Regions from separate parts of the Sus scrofa genome. Here region 2 is linked to region 1. A link is a contact called in public HiChIP or PLAC-seq data. All regions are on one chromosome and are shown on one strand. The core of a region is the stretch at or near the end of the contact, and the rest is flanking DNA. Distances in the headings are between cores, read along the strand shown. Region 1 has its middle 16 kb from the start of SAMD11. Region 2 holds the start of NOC2L (nucleolar complex protein 2 homolog).

Region 1 (6,445 bases), core at 1,505-4,004:
ACGCACTCATTCTACAGTTTTCCGTGCCAGCACCCAGCCCAAAATCTTGGGGAGCACAGGTGACATGGGCCACCACGTGAAGAAGCAGGGCCCATGGAAACAGCTCTGGGGAGCCCCACTTTGTGGCCTCTCGCCTTCCCCTCCAGGACGTTAAGTCCCAAGACTCATGTCACTCCAGCATCTGAAGTCTGCTGTTCCTGAAGGTCATGTTCGCAAGTCTCATTCCTGTGACTAGAATGCTCAGCCCTGTGTGAGCGTCCAAGCTGCCCCTTGCAGTCGGCAGAAGCGAGCAGCTGGCAGAGAACACTTGGCCAAGATGCATTTCCTCAGCCCTTGCAGAGGCAATGGGAGGGAAGGTTTGGAGCTGACACTTCCTCTCACCCCCACCCCCACCACTAGGGATCACTGCCTGCTGACCCTTGTCATGAGCCCTGGGAACCCTATGGTCTACCAACCTGTGGGCCGCACTGCCTCTGGCACAGTCCACTTGGAAACCAAGGAGCCCCAGGGCCAGCTCTCTTTCCCACGTGTTAAAAGAAAATCTCAAACACCCTCCATCCTTAGCAGCAGTGGGAGTGCAGACCCTCCCCAGCGTGGAGGTCGTCCGGAATCCCTGCACCCCTTACCCACCAAGCTCAGCCTTGCCCTAGGACTCCCTGGGGACACTCTTTCCACCTAAAGGGGCCTTTCTCTGGCCAAGTCTTATCTCATGGTCAACATTCAAGACAGACATCCAGTCAAAAACCACCACAGAAGCACTTACCTTGTTAAACCCCTCTTTCCTAATCCTCCACATATGACTGTCAAGAGTCTTTCTTATTTATTCACTTGTCTGTTTGTTCATCAGCTGCCCCACCCCCCTAGTGGAATACAAGCTCCAGGCAGCAGGGACCTCCAAGCACCTAGCAGAGCTCAGTACACCATAGGAGCACAATAAAAACCGTTCATCAGTATACGGGGCTGTTAAAGTTGCACGGCAGCAGGTGTAAAGCAAAAAGTTGCAGACGGGAGTGCAGGAGAGAGCAGGGGACCCTGCTCTGAGGGAGTGAGTGTGACACAGACCCTCGGTTGGGAGGGGTGGGGTGGAGTTCTGGCAACACCTGACAAAGCAATTTCCTGGCTGGTGAGGCAGGAGCTGGAGTGTGAAGGTTACAGAGCCGGGGGACAGTCAGTCTTCCGCAGGCAATTCTTTGGAAGTTTTGCTGAAACAAGGAAGAGACAGTGTGCGGCTGAAAGAAGATTTGTGTGGTGTGATGTTGCGGTGGGGCTGTGGGGTTGGGGAGAAGCAGCTGCAAAAGGAAGACGAATCTGAAGATAGAGGTGGGTGGAGGGAGGGAGGTCCAGGAGGGGCTGGGGGAGCCGGGGGAGAGCCTCAAACTGGCTGATAGCACGGATGGCCTGAACCCAGCGAGAACACAGACTGGGACTTGAACCCATGGTTTTAAATTTCAATCCCTCACCCTGAGCCTGGACTCACTGAGGTTAGGGTTCTTCATGTCTCCGTGCAGAAGGAATTCAGCGAGAGACAAAGGGATAGGCAAGAAATAGATTTATTAACGTAGGAGGCTTGTGAGAGGTGCAAGCGGGCAGTCACGGAAACTCTGCCCCAAGGATCCGGGGAGCTACCGTTTTTATCAGCCAAGGGGAATGTGGGTCGGAAAAGCCCACCTCTTTCTTTCCTCCTTAGTATCAGGTAAGGTGTGTATTCAAATCCGCAGAAGGGTGGTCCTCAAACTCTCGCCCTTGGTCTGAATCTGGATGCAGGCCTCATCCCACCCCCACCCAAGGACCTGGGGCAGTTCTCAAGGCTCCACTAAGGAGGCAAACCTGCTTTGTTCTGATGGCTTTTTTGAGCCATTTATTTACTTACGGCGATCTCCCAATGTCCCATAAGTTTCCCTCCTTGTCTGTGGCCCTTTACCGGGGCTTCTGCAACCACCAGTGTCTACTCCACTCCTATCAATACCACCCTCTACGCACTGCAGGATCACGGAAGCTAAGCAGGGTCGGGCCTGGTTAGTACTTGGATGGGAGCCTCTAGCCGCAGGCAGGACCCTGCTCAGTTCCTTCTAGGCCTGTGGCCAAGGCTGAGGCTCTCTGGGCCTCCACTGCACCCGGGGCAACACCGATTGTTAAGCTTTAGGACATGTACGAACAGCACAGCGCCTGGCACACTCGCAATAGGGGAAAATAGTCGTTTTCATTGGTGTGTCATTATTGTCATCCCTCCGCTGCTGGGAGGAAGGACAGGAGGGCAGATGTGGTTGCAGAGAACCTGGTGGGTGTGGGGTCGAGGTAGGGAGGGGTGGTTTCCTCAGCGACCCAGGAGGACCGAGCCCAGCCGTGGACCCCATACCTGCGGCTCCTGGGACTGCCCACCGGAACCTCTGCCGGGTTGGTGTCATCAGAGACAGGGACACCCAGGCTCTGCGGGCCAGACTCAGGCCCAGAATCCGCGCCGCCAGCAGCCCCACGCCCCACACCCCACACCCCCGGGCGTCAGCAGGCCGGAGTGCCGGGGAAGCAAGGGTTAAGCCGCGCGGCCGCTGGGACGGGCGGGGGGGAGCCGCCGGCGCGTCGCCGCGATTGGCTGCGGCGCAGGACCCGGGGGCAGCTGCGGGCGGGCGGCCGCCCAGACTTCCCGGACGCGCCTGGCGCCTCCGCCGCGCCGCCGGCGGCCTCTGGGGACGCGCCGCCGGCTGCCTGGGGACAGCGCCGCTCCCGCGCCGGCCCCCCAGTCCCCGCCGCCGCCGCCTTCCAGCCGGAGGCGGGGACTGTCTCTCTAGGGGCTTGTCAGCAGCAGTGACAGCGTTGCTGCCAGCGCCTCCCACGCGCGCCGCTAGGAACATTGCCCAGCAGCCAGCCAGCCAGCCAGCGCCGCTGCCCCCGGCAGAGCTGAATCTGTCCTGAGGTTCCCCCCTCATCCCGTCCCCACCCCGCTGTGGCTGGGGACTTGGGTGGTGGATGGGCAGGCCAGCAGTCCACCCATGCCCACTGGCAGCTGTTGAGATTAGAATCCTACCTGGAGCACCTGGAAGAGGCTCCAGAAAACCCCAAGCTGGCTTGCAAGTGTTGACAAAGTCTCGGTTGTCATTTTGAAAAATATAGGTCTGCTCATGCTGGTGCGATGAGCACTGCTGAAAAAGATATGATTCATCGAGGATTTCACTGCAAATAAAAGATGGAGCTGAAGTTCCTGTCGTGGCTCAGCAGTTAGGAACCCAACCAGAATCCATGAGGATGTGGGTTCGATCTCCGGCCTTGCTCGGTCGGTTAAGGATCCCGCACTGCGGTGAGCTGCAGTGCACTTCGCAGATGTGGCTCAGATCCAGGGTTGCTGTGGCTGTGGTATAGACTTGCAGCTGCAGCTCTGATTCCACCCCTAGCCTGGGAACTTTGCAGGTGCGGCCATAAAAAATAAAATAAAAATTACTTGTAACAAAACAAACAAACGAAAAGATGGAGCTATGGCTCCCGGGAAAGACTATGGCAGTTTTCAGAGCAAAGTATCTCCACTCCCCGCAGCAGCCGCCCCAGAGTCGGGAGAGACACCCAAGCCCTGCCCCACCCCCCACCCCTCACCCCCCCCACCCCCGTGGGACCCTCTAGATCTCAGCCTTGAGCAGGATTTGGGGAGGACGCATCTGCCTTCCTGCTGGGGTTCTTACAGGGGACCTGGCCTACTCTGTGTCCTCTGCCTCCTCCACCCCACCCCCACCCTGACCTTGCCCACCCCCCCATCCTCCTCTCCCCCCCCCCCCCGCCCTCTGCATCCTCCTCCTGGGCTGCCCTCCTGTTCTAAAAGGGCAGGAATCTCCTTCCAGCCTCCCTCTGCAAGGGGAGGGAGGCAGTGCGGCGATCACCCGCCCCGCTTCCTCATCTATCACCCTCAACTGTGTTTCACGATAAAATTACTCATCCTCGGCCAGTGATAAATGAAATCATCCCAGAGACAACCACGCCGGGTGGGGGTGGGGACGCCCCATTCCAGGTTTCTGGGCCTGGCTGAGGGAGACCTAGGAGAACTGCGTCTCCCTGTTAACACACTGCTTAGAAAGAGCCAAGTGAGTGGGATTCTGGGACCTGCTGTGTACTCTTGTTGAAAAAAGACATGTGTGTGTGCTTTGAGGCAGCCTGTCGGCCCCGCAGAGCGATGGGGTGGGCTGGGGGCTGAGCCTTGGAGGGAGGCCAGCAGAGATTTGGAATCTGGGCACGGTAGCCAGGTGGGTGTTGAGCAAGGCCAAAGAGCAGAGAAGCTACGTTCCCAGGGGAAGCTGCTCTAGGAATCAGAAAAAGTGCGGTGAGCCACTGAGTGGGGTGCTAGGGCAGACAGGAGGAAGGGCCAAGTGTCTGGGAGCCCAGCCTGGTGTCGAGGGAGGGAAGCAGGCAGTTCGTGGACCTACAGACAGGGTGAGTGGGCCTGGCACCTCCAGCAGCTTCAGGTATCAGGTGAGACCCTGGTCCTCCAAACAGGAGCTCCCAGTTCTCCAGGCATCCAGAGGTCAGGCAACTCCCAGCACGAGCCCCGGCAGCAAGATGATGTCCACTGGATCCTCTGGATCCTCTGGATCCTTGTGTTCTTCTACCTTTAGCCCAGGGATCCCCAAGAAATCCTTAGGGGACAACTAAGGGGTTAATTAATAAAGCGATAAGCTCAGGAGCAAACTTTGGCTCAGAGCAGCTAAGGGCTTGTTTCATGATATCACAGAGGTCCTGGAGTTCCTGCTATGATGCAGAACTTAAGGATCCAGCTATGGTGTAGGTCACAGCTGGTGGCTCAGATTCAATCCCTGGCCCAGGCACTTCCATATGCCGTGGGTACGGCCATTAAAAAAAAAAAACCAAACCCAAAAACAAAACCCACAAAGATCCAGAGGACGGGATCTCAACACTACTGTGCCACTTGCCACCTGTCACCTGTAAAAGGAGGTAAAAAGAGCGTCTACCTCATAGGTTGCTCTAAAACCTGTGATTATGTTTGTAAAATGCTGAGTCATTGTGACACATATTTCCAAGACGTCCTAAGGGCCAGCTGACCCCAGAACAGAGATGAGACCCCTCTGGGGCTCACAGTTCAGGGGGGAATGTTGGCCTCCTATGAGAGTCAGAGCCTGAGTTCTGGAAACGCAGGGAGGTGCGATCACGAGCTCAGGGGATAATGCACTCGTTTAACTGGACAGATCCAGAAAGCGTCGTGGAGGAAGTGGCGTTTGAAATCATCACCAAAAGACAAGTAGGACTGGTTGGAGGGGACTGTGCCAAAGTGCTGTTGCGGATGCCGGCAGCCCAGCAGCTCCTGGGCTGGGTCCTGCAGTGGGGGGGGGGGGGGGGCGCTTGGGCAGGTGGGTCTGCCTGCTCCTGGAGGAGTTTGGAGCTTCCTTCTCTGACTCCCACACCAGGAAGGAAGGGCTGTGTGAACTGCTCACCTTTGGCCCTGAGTGTGCGACACTGTGCCTGGCACAGAAACAGGATCAGTGCTAGTTGAACAAATCAGAGAGAAATGATAACTGTGTGCTCGCACTTCTGGCAGTGGAGCCACGGAGTCAATGAGTCAGGAAATGGCAGGTCGAGTGTTCCCGGAAGTGCCAGCAAGGCCAGCAGAGAAACGGCAGAAGCCTGGGCGGGCTGGCCGCCCAGCAAGGCAAGGTGCAGAGGAGGCCTGAGACTCTAACAGGGAGTCCCACTTGAGAGCCAGCACAGGGCAGGCGGAAGTACCTGGGTCTGTGGTGTCAGTGCTATCCGGGCACTGAACTTGCCAAGGCCACTGCCTTTGAGGACAGTGCCTGGCAGGGAGGGAGACCCTCTCCCAGGAATAGCACTGGCCTTCAAGTTCACCTGGGGGTGGGCAGAAGCAACACCCTCCCCTTATGAGCCTCTGACTTGGGGCTCCCAGAGGCTCTAGCTTGTTGCTGGCTGTGCTGAAGGCAGGTGGCATTCGGAACTAGGCTCTTTCCCAGGCTCTCCCTGGGAAAGAGTTTTACCTGCCACTCAAAGAATACGTGGCTCTTTGCAGCCTTTGGGTCGAAACTTCCCCCCAAAGAGAAGAAACATAGCCCAGGTCAAGACCAAGACTCATGTGGCTGGCACCCTCACTTCCCCTTCACTCTGTCCACTGCCGCCCACCCTGCTCTGGAACTCCTCATTCCTGACACCTGCCCATCTGCCTGCAGATCAGGTATCCGCCTCCTCTGGGTACCAGGTCCCCAGCTGCTCCTTTGGCCAGAGAGCCAGCCCTAGAGAATGCTCCCCAAACTCCCCACATCAGCCACACCCTGTCCTTGGAGCCCCCGGGCAGTGATGGGCTGAGATCTGATGCCACCTCTGTTTCAGACAGTGTCCATTCCAAGCCAAAGCTAGATGCTGCCAGCCTGCCTGTGTCTCGTGTGTGACACCTGTGTGACAGGTGTGTGTGTGTTTATGACCAAGGCTGCCGCTCCTACACTTT
Region 2 (6,392 bases), core at 2,712-5,211, 50 kb after region 1:
GGGCGCCTGAAGCCACGGCCCAGAAGGCAGCAGGGCTTCCTCCCCAAGCCCACCGTCCCTCGAGGTGACCACTCTCTCCAGCGCTGTGGCCTCCACGAGAGCCCGCACCAGCCAATGCCAGCCCACTTGTGCCGCATGCTTGCTGCTCCCTCACACTGCCTGTCCCTCCACCTTCGCTGATCCGTCAGCATCCTTTGCTCCCCTTCAGACAGAACCACCTCCATGCAGCTGCACCTCCCTGACCTCTGAGTCCAGCCCTGACCACCATGCCACCAGCCCACGTCCCCCCATCTTTGAGTCTACTGCTCCCCCACCTCCCCTTCAGGTGGTCACAGGAGGATCTCTCCCTGGAGCCTTCTTTCTTCTTTTGAAAAGTGTCTGGGGTGAGTTGGACCCTCTATGCCCTTAGTGCCTCCAGATCATGTGGGGTAACCCGCACGCTGCCAAATGTCTGCTGCTCCACTCTCCTATCTGAGGACGGTCCTTGGCCTTCTCCGCTCAACCTCCCTCTAACATGGAAGTCTAGGTCCTCAAGCCAGCGTGCTCGGGGGGGGGGGGGGGGGCTGCCTGGACACACACACACACACACACACACCAGCCACAAAGCAAAGGACAAGGAGAATGAACAAGATCCAAAGACAAAGACGGAGAATGCGGACCTGGGAAAATGGGGAGGCAAGCCAAGAACATACTCTGTGGCCCCCAAAGGAGTCTGAGCAAAGTAGAAAAGAGGAAGGAGGAAGGATGGGGCTACCCCCACGTGGCCCTGACTGTCTGGTCTCTCCCAAGAGCCCCTCAACATTCCTCCACACCAGCTGGGTCTAGAGAGGACCACGAGGTTGCAAGGCCTCTGCCTTCCCCAACGCAGGGCCCTGATCATTGCCCTCCATGCCAGCCCCTGCCCTCTTACCTGCTGCTATCCTTTGGGGCTTTTCCAAACAGCAGTTTCTCGAGGCAGCCAAAGAGATCTCTGATGCAGAAGGTGACCAAAGCATTGAACACTGCAATGAAGGGGCCAGAGATGCCACTCTCAGGACAAAAGATGGAACAGACAGCAAGTATCCCAGGTCACCTCACCCCAGCTCACCAGCACTGTCCGTGACCTGGAATTTGCTGGCTTCAGCACCTTCCTGGTCTCCTTGGGTGGTGGACACGGCTGCTCGGAACGCCTGAACAACTTCATGGAACAGCTTTGGAGTAAGGTGCTGCTAAAACATTGGAGAAGCAACCGGTCGTGATGGGCAGAGCAAGAGGCAGCTAGCTGGGGCTCCAGGAACCTGCACTACGAGACAAAGGCACCCCTCGCCCACATCCTCACTCAAGAGCAGAGGTAGAAGCGGTGTTACTGAGCCAGGTCCAGAGAAAAAGGGCCCAGAGCCTCCTGGAAGGGCCAGGAGGAAGGAACTGAGGGTTCTGGATGAGGATGATGGCCAGTCAAGGGGCATCTGGAGTTCTCTCTTTCTGTCCTTTCTTTTCCCTGGAGAAACCACTGCGACGCCCTCAGAGGAAGGGCCCTGGCTCCACCAACTAGCAAAGGCACAGAGGCCATGTCCTGTCCACAGCAGGACTCCAGGGAGCCCCCGTCAGTGAATGAAGGAGAGGATGCAGTCTTGAACCCTCCTAGTATGCTGGGAAGAACTGAGATTCTCTCATGCTGAAGGGACTCCAGCGCCAGGGCTCAGAGAAGAGCTCTGCCCTCCTGCCTCCTCTCGCCTGCACAGCCCCAGATCACCAATAGCCAAGGGTAGGGTGGGGTGGTGTTCAGCTGCCCACACCATGCCACTTCTCACCTTTGCTGCCTGCTTCCACCTCTCAACCATGGCAAGGGTCACAGGGACAGAATCCCTCCTCTTCCCTGTAGGTCCTCCTGGGACCCGGTCCCCCTCCTCCTCATCTTCTTCCTCCTCACTTGCTTCCTGCACCAGACACAGAGGGCCAGGCTTGACAGGATGTAGGGATCACAAGTACGCCCCTGCCCCCGACCCAGCTGCGCGCAGGCCCTCACTTCCAGCCTGTCTGGCAAGGAGTGGAACTGCTCCTCTTCGTCCTCGGAGCTGTCCGAATCACTAAAGTTCAGCAGACTCTGGTCATTCTCCTGCAGGAACTTGTAGAACTCAGGGTCTTTGTCCTTCAGTCGAGAGAGTTGGTCCTTGTGCTCGGACGCACGGCCCTTCCGCCGGCTGAGGAGGTAGGGGTCATCCAGACTGACTGGCAGGTACAGCCAAGGCCAAAGCCAGTGGAGGGGGTGGGGGCGGTGAGGGCGGTGACCTCCTCAGAGAACCCATGAGGCTTAGTTGACTTCCTCCATGGCCGCTCCCAACAATCAAGGCAGAGGGACTTCCAGAGAGAGAGCTTTCGGCAGATCTCTCTCTCTCCCCACCCTCAATGCATACGGATGCCCGAACCTGCAGTTTCAGCCAGACTTGCTCTGCTCACACCCTGCTCTATCTAAGCTATCTCTAACTCCCCCTTTCCAGGTTCTCAGATCAAAGATAAACCTCTCCCTGTCTCTCGAACCCAGCTGCCATGAGCTCTCCTCAATACAATACTTTGTTTTGTGTTTGTTTTTTGGGGCCGCACCCGTGGTACATGGAGGTTCCCAGGCTAGGGGTCTAACTGGAGCTGTCGCCGCCAGCCTACGCCACAGCAACTCGGGATCCGAGCTTTATCTGCGACCCACACAACAACTCACGGCAACGCCAGATCCTTAACCCACTGAGCAAGGCCAGGGATCAAACCACAACCTCATGGTTCCTAGTCAGAGTTGTTAACCACTGAGCCATGACGGGAACTCCAATACAATACTTTCAAATCCACTCATGGCTCCTCTCAAACCAGCACCATCTCTCAATTCCTTCACAACCTCCTCTCAGCACAGCAACCCAAGAGACCCTTCATGTTACGAGCTACGTGACATTACTTCACCAAACCCCTGAGATAACTTCCCACCGTACTAGGATGTCATACAAATGATCTACAAGATCCAGCCCCATCACCACCTCTCCAGATTCACTTCCTGCTACTTTCCCCTTCATTCCTGCCACAACCACACTCATCTCAGCGCGTAAGGTCCACTCCCACCTCAGGACCTCTGCTGTTCCTGCTCCCTGAAACAGTGGGACATTCTTCTCCTACTGTGGCAGTTCCCTCCCTCAGGTTTCGCTCAATTATCACCTCCTCGAATGGCCTTATCCACTTCGCTTAACACTGCAGCAGGCGCTCCCAGATATGCTCCCTGTGCCTCCAGCCCCTTCTGCTTTGCCTTCCTGACCGCAAGCACTTCCCTCTTCTAACCCACTACACACCGTGGGCCATCCAAAATCGAGTAAGCTTTCTTACCGCAAAGACCAGAAAGGAGTACTATTCTCCAACGTCTAAGACCTGAATGACCTGGCACAGAAGAGGCGCTCCGTAAATACCGGTCCGAAGAATAAACAAGCCGGAGGGTCCGGGGGAGAGGTCACGGGTCCTCAGGTCTCAGTCTTGAGGCCCCAGGAGTGGTCAGCACCCTTGTGGTGGGGAGGGCCAGGACGATTAACGGGGTTCTGCTTTACACACGTCCGGTGGAGAACGCTCCACTCACCTGGCCAAGGAACTCCTATCTGGCTCATCTACGCTCCGGGAGGTTCCGCGTGCCGCCAGCGTCTCGCCTTCTGCGGCTCCTTCGGGCTCCGATTCGGACTCGGAATCAAAGCCCGAGGCCAGGAACTCATCCACAGTCAGCTCCGCCAGACGCCTGCGGGCCATGCCCTCGGAGTTATGACTCCCCGCCAGCCCGGTGTGCCCCAGCCCCGCCACCCCAGGAAAGGCGCAAGGGGCGCCAGAAAGGCGGGAGCAGGGCCTCGACTCACCGCTTGCGGCTCCGCGCCGCCGCCATCGCTGCCCGGCCGCAGCGTGCGCCCCGCTTCCTGCCCCGGCAGGCCTTGCGCTGTGCGCACTTCCTGAGGCCGGCCCCGCCCAGTCTCGTCTCGTCGGGTGGCTTTACGGTTCTCCAACAACGGCTGCGGCAGCATCCAGGCGGGAGAGCGCGTTCACACCTCTCGGGAAGCGGGCGGCGCCCGGGCTCCCAGGGTGGCACGCGGGATGCGCGTTCCTGGCGCAGGCCGGGTTCAGTCGCGGCTCCCGAACGCTTCCGCTGAAGGACAGGCGGCAGAGCTCGAGCACCCGGCAGGACTGCGTAGGGCGGAATCTCACAGATTTCTGCTCACAAATCTGAGACCTTTTCCCAAAAAGGCACCAATATCGACAACGACCTAGGGGAAGGCAAGGCTCGGGCCCTCGCCCGGCCCTGCCCACAGCCCCCGCGGGCTCCGTGAACCCGCGCCTGTGAGGGTGTCATTGCTCCACAGAAAAAAATGCATGGTGGTGGGAGACATGCGTCAGAGAGGACCCTATACACAAAGCTCTTACAAATCGATGATCTAAAGCGAACAATCTAGTAGGAAAAGCAAATGAAAACAGAAATGGCGATGCTATCGATGGGCAGTTTGCTTAAAGATAAATAACATTCTGGTGAGGGTCAGAACAGTGAGAGCCTTTTCCATTTCCCTAAGCAGCCCCATAGCACTTGCGCCGGGGGAGCAGGAGGGGGCAAGAGAGCAGACAGATCCGAGCACTGTTGTTGAAGCTAATTTAGCCAAATCTCCCTAAAAGAGTGTGCCTGATACTTCAGTCCAGCGAGTCTTCCGCTGGAGATTCGCTTGGGAACACCCCTACCTAAGTCCCCAGACCGGCCCGGGTAGGGACAGCTACTTTTCCTCTTTGTCTGTGGAACAGCCAGCAGGTGCAAAGGCCCAGAAGCTGGAAGGTTGCCATGGGGAAGGAAGGAGGTGAGGAAGCCAGCCTTTGCCCTCTTCTCCCCCCACCTGCCTAATGGAGGGAGTATGCAAGCCGGGACAGTCAGATCCCAAGATAGGAAATCCCACAGCCCCTAGGGCGTGCGTCCCACTTCCATCCTGCTCCCCAGCCAGCGTCCAGATCAAAGGCGGACAGGTAAAAAGGCCTGCGTGGGGTCACAGAGAGGCGAGCAGATGCAGCCCCGGGTTGGCTCAGGCCCCAGGGGCATCACGTGGAGCCAGCCATTCGGCGTCTAAGAGATGCGGGGCCCAGGAGAGTGCGGGGCGGGGCGGGGTGAGGGGGCTGCCTTCTTCAACGGGTTGAGACGGGCGGAAGACCCGGGAGGCTTTTTGGAGATAGGACGCGGGCGGGGCGCCGGGGGCTTCCTGGAGGAGGAGGCGGACGGGGCACGGAAACCTGAGAGAATTCTTGCGCTATGCAGTGTCCGGGAAGCCGCGGGGGAGCGCAGGAGGCGGGGCGGGCGGCGCCGAGAAACAGCGGCTGCGGGCAAGCGGCGGGAGCCAGGGACGCGAAGCCGGCCGCCACCGCCGAGCAGCCCTCCGGCCGCCCGACATTCGCTCCTCCGTGCGTCCTCCGCGGATCCGCGGCGGGCCGGCGGCCGAACCCATGCAGCCGCGTAGCGAGCGCCCGGCTGGCAGGACACAAAGTCCGGAGCACAGCAGTCCGGGGCCCGCGCCCGAGGCGCCGCCGCCGCCACCGCCACCGCAGCTGCCAGCGTGAGTGGGCCGGGGGGCTTAGGACCGTGACTGGCCCGAGCCGAGGAGGAGGAGGAGGAAGGGAGGGGCGCGCCGACCCTGGCGCTTTGCATCCTGCGGGCTCTGCCGGGCCGCGGAGGGTCCAGCCCCCGTCCGTTATCGGCACACACAGCTGGGGCGGGGCAGGGTGTCCCGAGGTGGCTGCTCTGTCCCCGCCTGCTGCCCTTGAATCTGGCTGCGCCGCTTAAAGGCTGGGGCGGCCTGTCTGCATGCTGGGGGTGGGAGTCCAGAGAGGTCACACCTGCTGGTTGATGTAGGAGTCGCTTCAGAGACACTCGACAGTATGGACCAGTTTCACCCCGTGCGGGTCCTGTATGCCCAGCCCGTGCCGAGGACATCGGACTCCAATGGGGGCACGGGAAGTGTGGCCAGCGATGGACAGAGAGCCTACCCTAAGGAGGGCCTAGGGAGACGGGGTGGGGGGAGGGCTCCTGGGCAGAGGGAAGTGTGGTACCTGAGCAGGGGTGGTGGCGGAGGAAGCTGTACAACGTTTAACTATTGACTTCTGGAGTGGGGTCCCACCTCAAGCTGGGAGCAGATTGGAACAGAGTCTGGTTGGACTTCCGAGAAGGCTCTCTGGACATGAGAGAGCAGAATGGGGTGGAGCCTGGAGAGCAGGGGCGGCCCTGAGGGTGCTGGTCCTTGATGGAAGCCTGGTATGGGCTGCTGGGGGGAGAGTGGCCTCCTGGGTGCCCTAGCCCTACCCAAGGTCTCAGGGGAGGGTGAGCAGCTCCCTGCAGAGTGCACCCTGACCTGGCACTGCCCATCTGCAGCCCCGAG

The links. HiChIP or PLAC-seq counts read pairs in DNA pulled down with a chosen protein or histone mark.
Region 2: an H3K27ac HiChIP or PLAC-seq map of skeletal muscle shows a contact between it and region 1. The contact joins the promoter of NOC2L here to the enhancer-like site in region 1. A contact is called at or near these places in 1 of 5 promoter capture datasets (liver), 17 of 47 Hi-C or Micro-C datasets (alveolar macrophages, brain, embryonic fibroblasts and 11 more) and 1 of 2 datasets of contacts at active chromatin or transcription factors (skeletal muscle).

Annotation. Positions count from the first base shown.
Region 1 is chr6:63,268,372-63,274,816 of Sscrofa11.1, forward strand. No RefSeq gene overlaps it. Among named protein-coding and RNA genes, the nearest start is that of SAMD11, 16 kb to the right of the region's middle. Within about 2 kb of position 2,755, at least 50 of the 83 cell types and tissues checked have an H3K27ac peak or open chromatin away from gene starts, as enhancers often do. A contact at or near this core is called in embryonic fibroblasts, liver, omental adipose tissue and 2 more, where this site is marked.
Region 2 is chr6:63,316,838-63,323,229 of Sscrofa11.1, forward strand. It overlaps NOC2L (nucleolar complex protein 2 homolog), which reads right to left and starts at 3,962. Exons shown (of 19, transcript XM_021095173.1): 1 at 3,852-3,962; 2 at 3,584-3,736; 3 at 2,006-2,180; 4 at 1,791-1,916; 5 at 1,088-1,208; 6 at 911-1,001. The coding sequence starts at 3,877. KLHL17 (kelch-like protein 17) reads left to right here and starts at 4,061. Exons shown (of 11, transcript XM_021095168.1): 1 at 4,061-4,992; 2 at 5,279-5,573. The coding sequence starts at 4,873.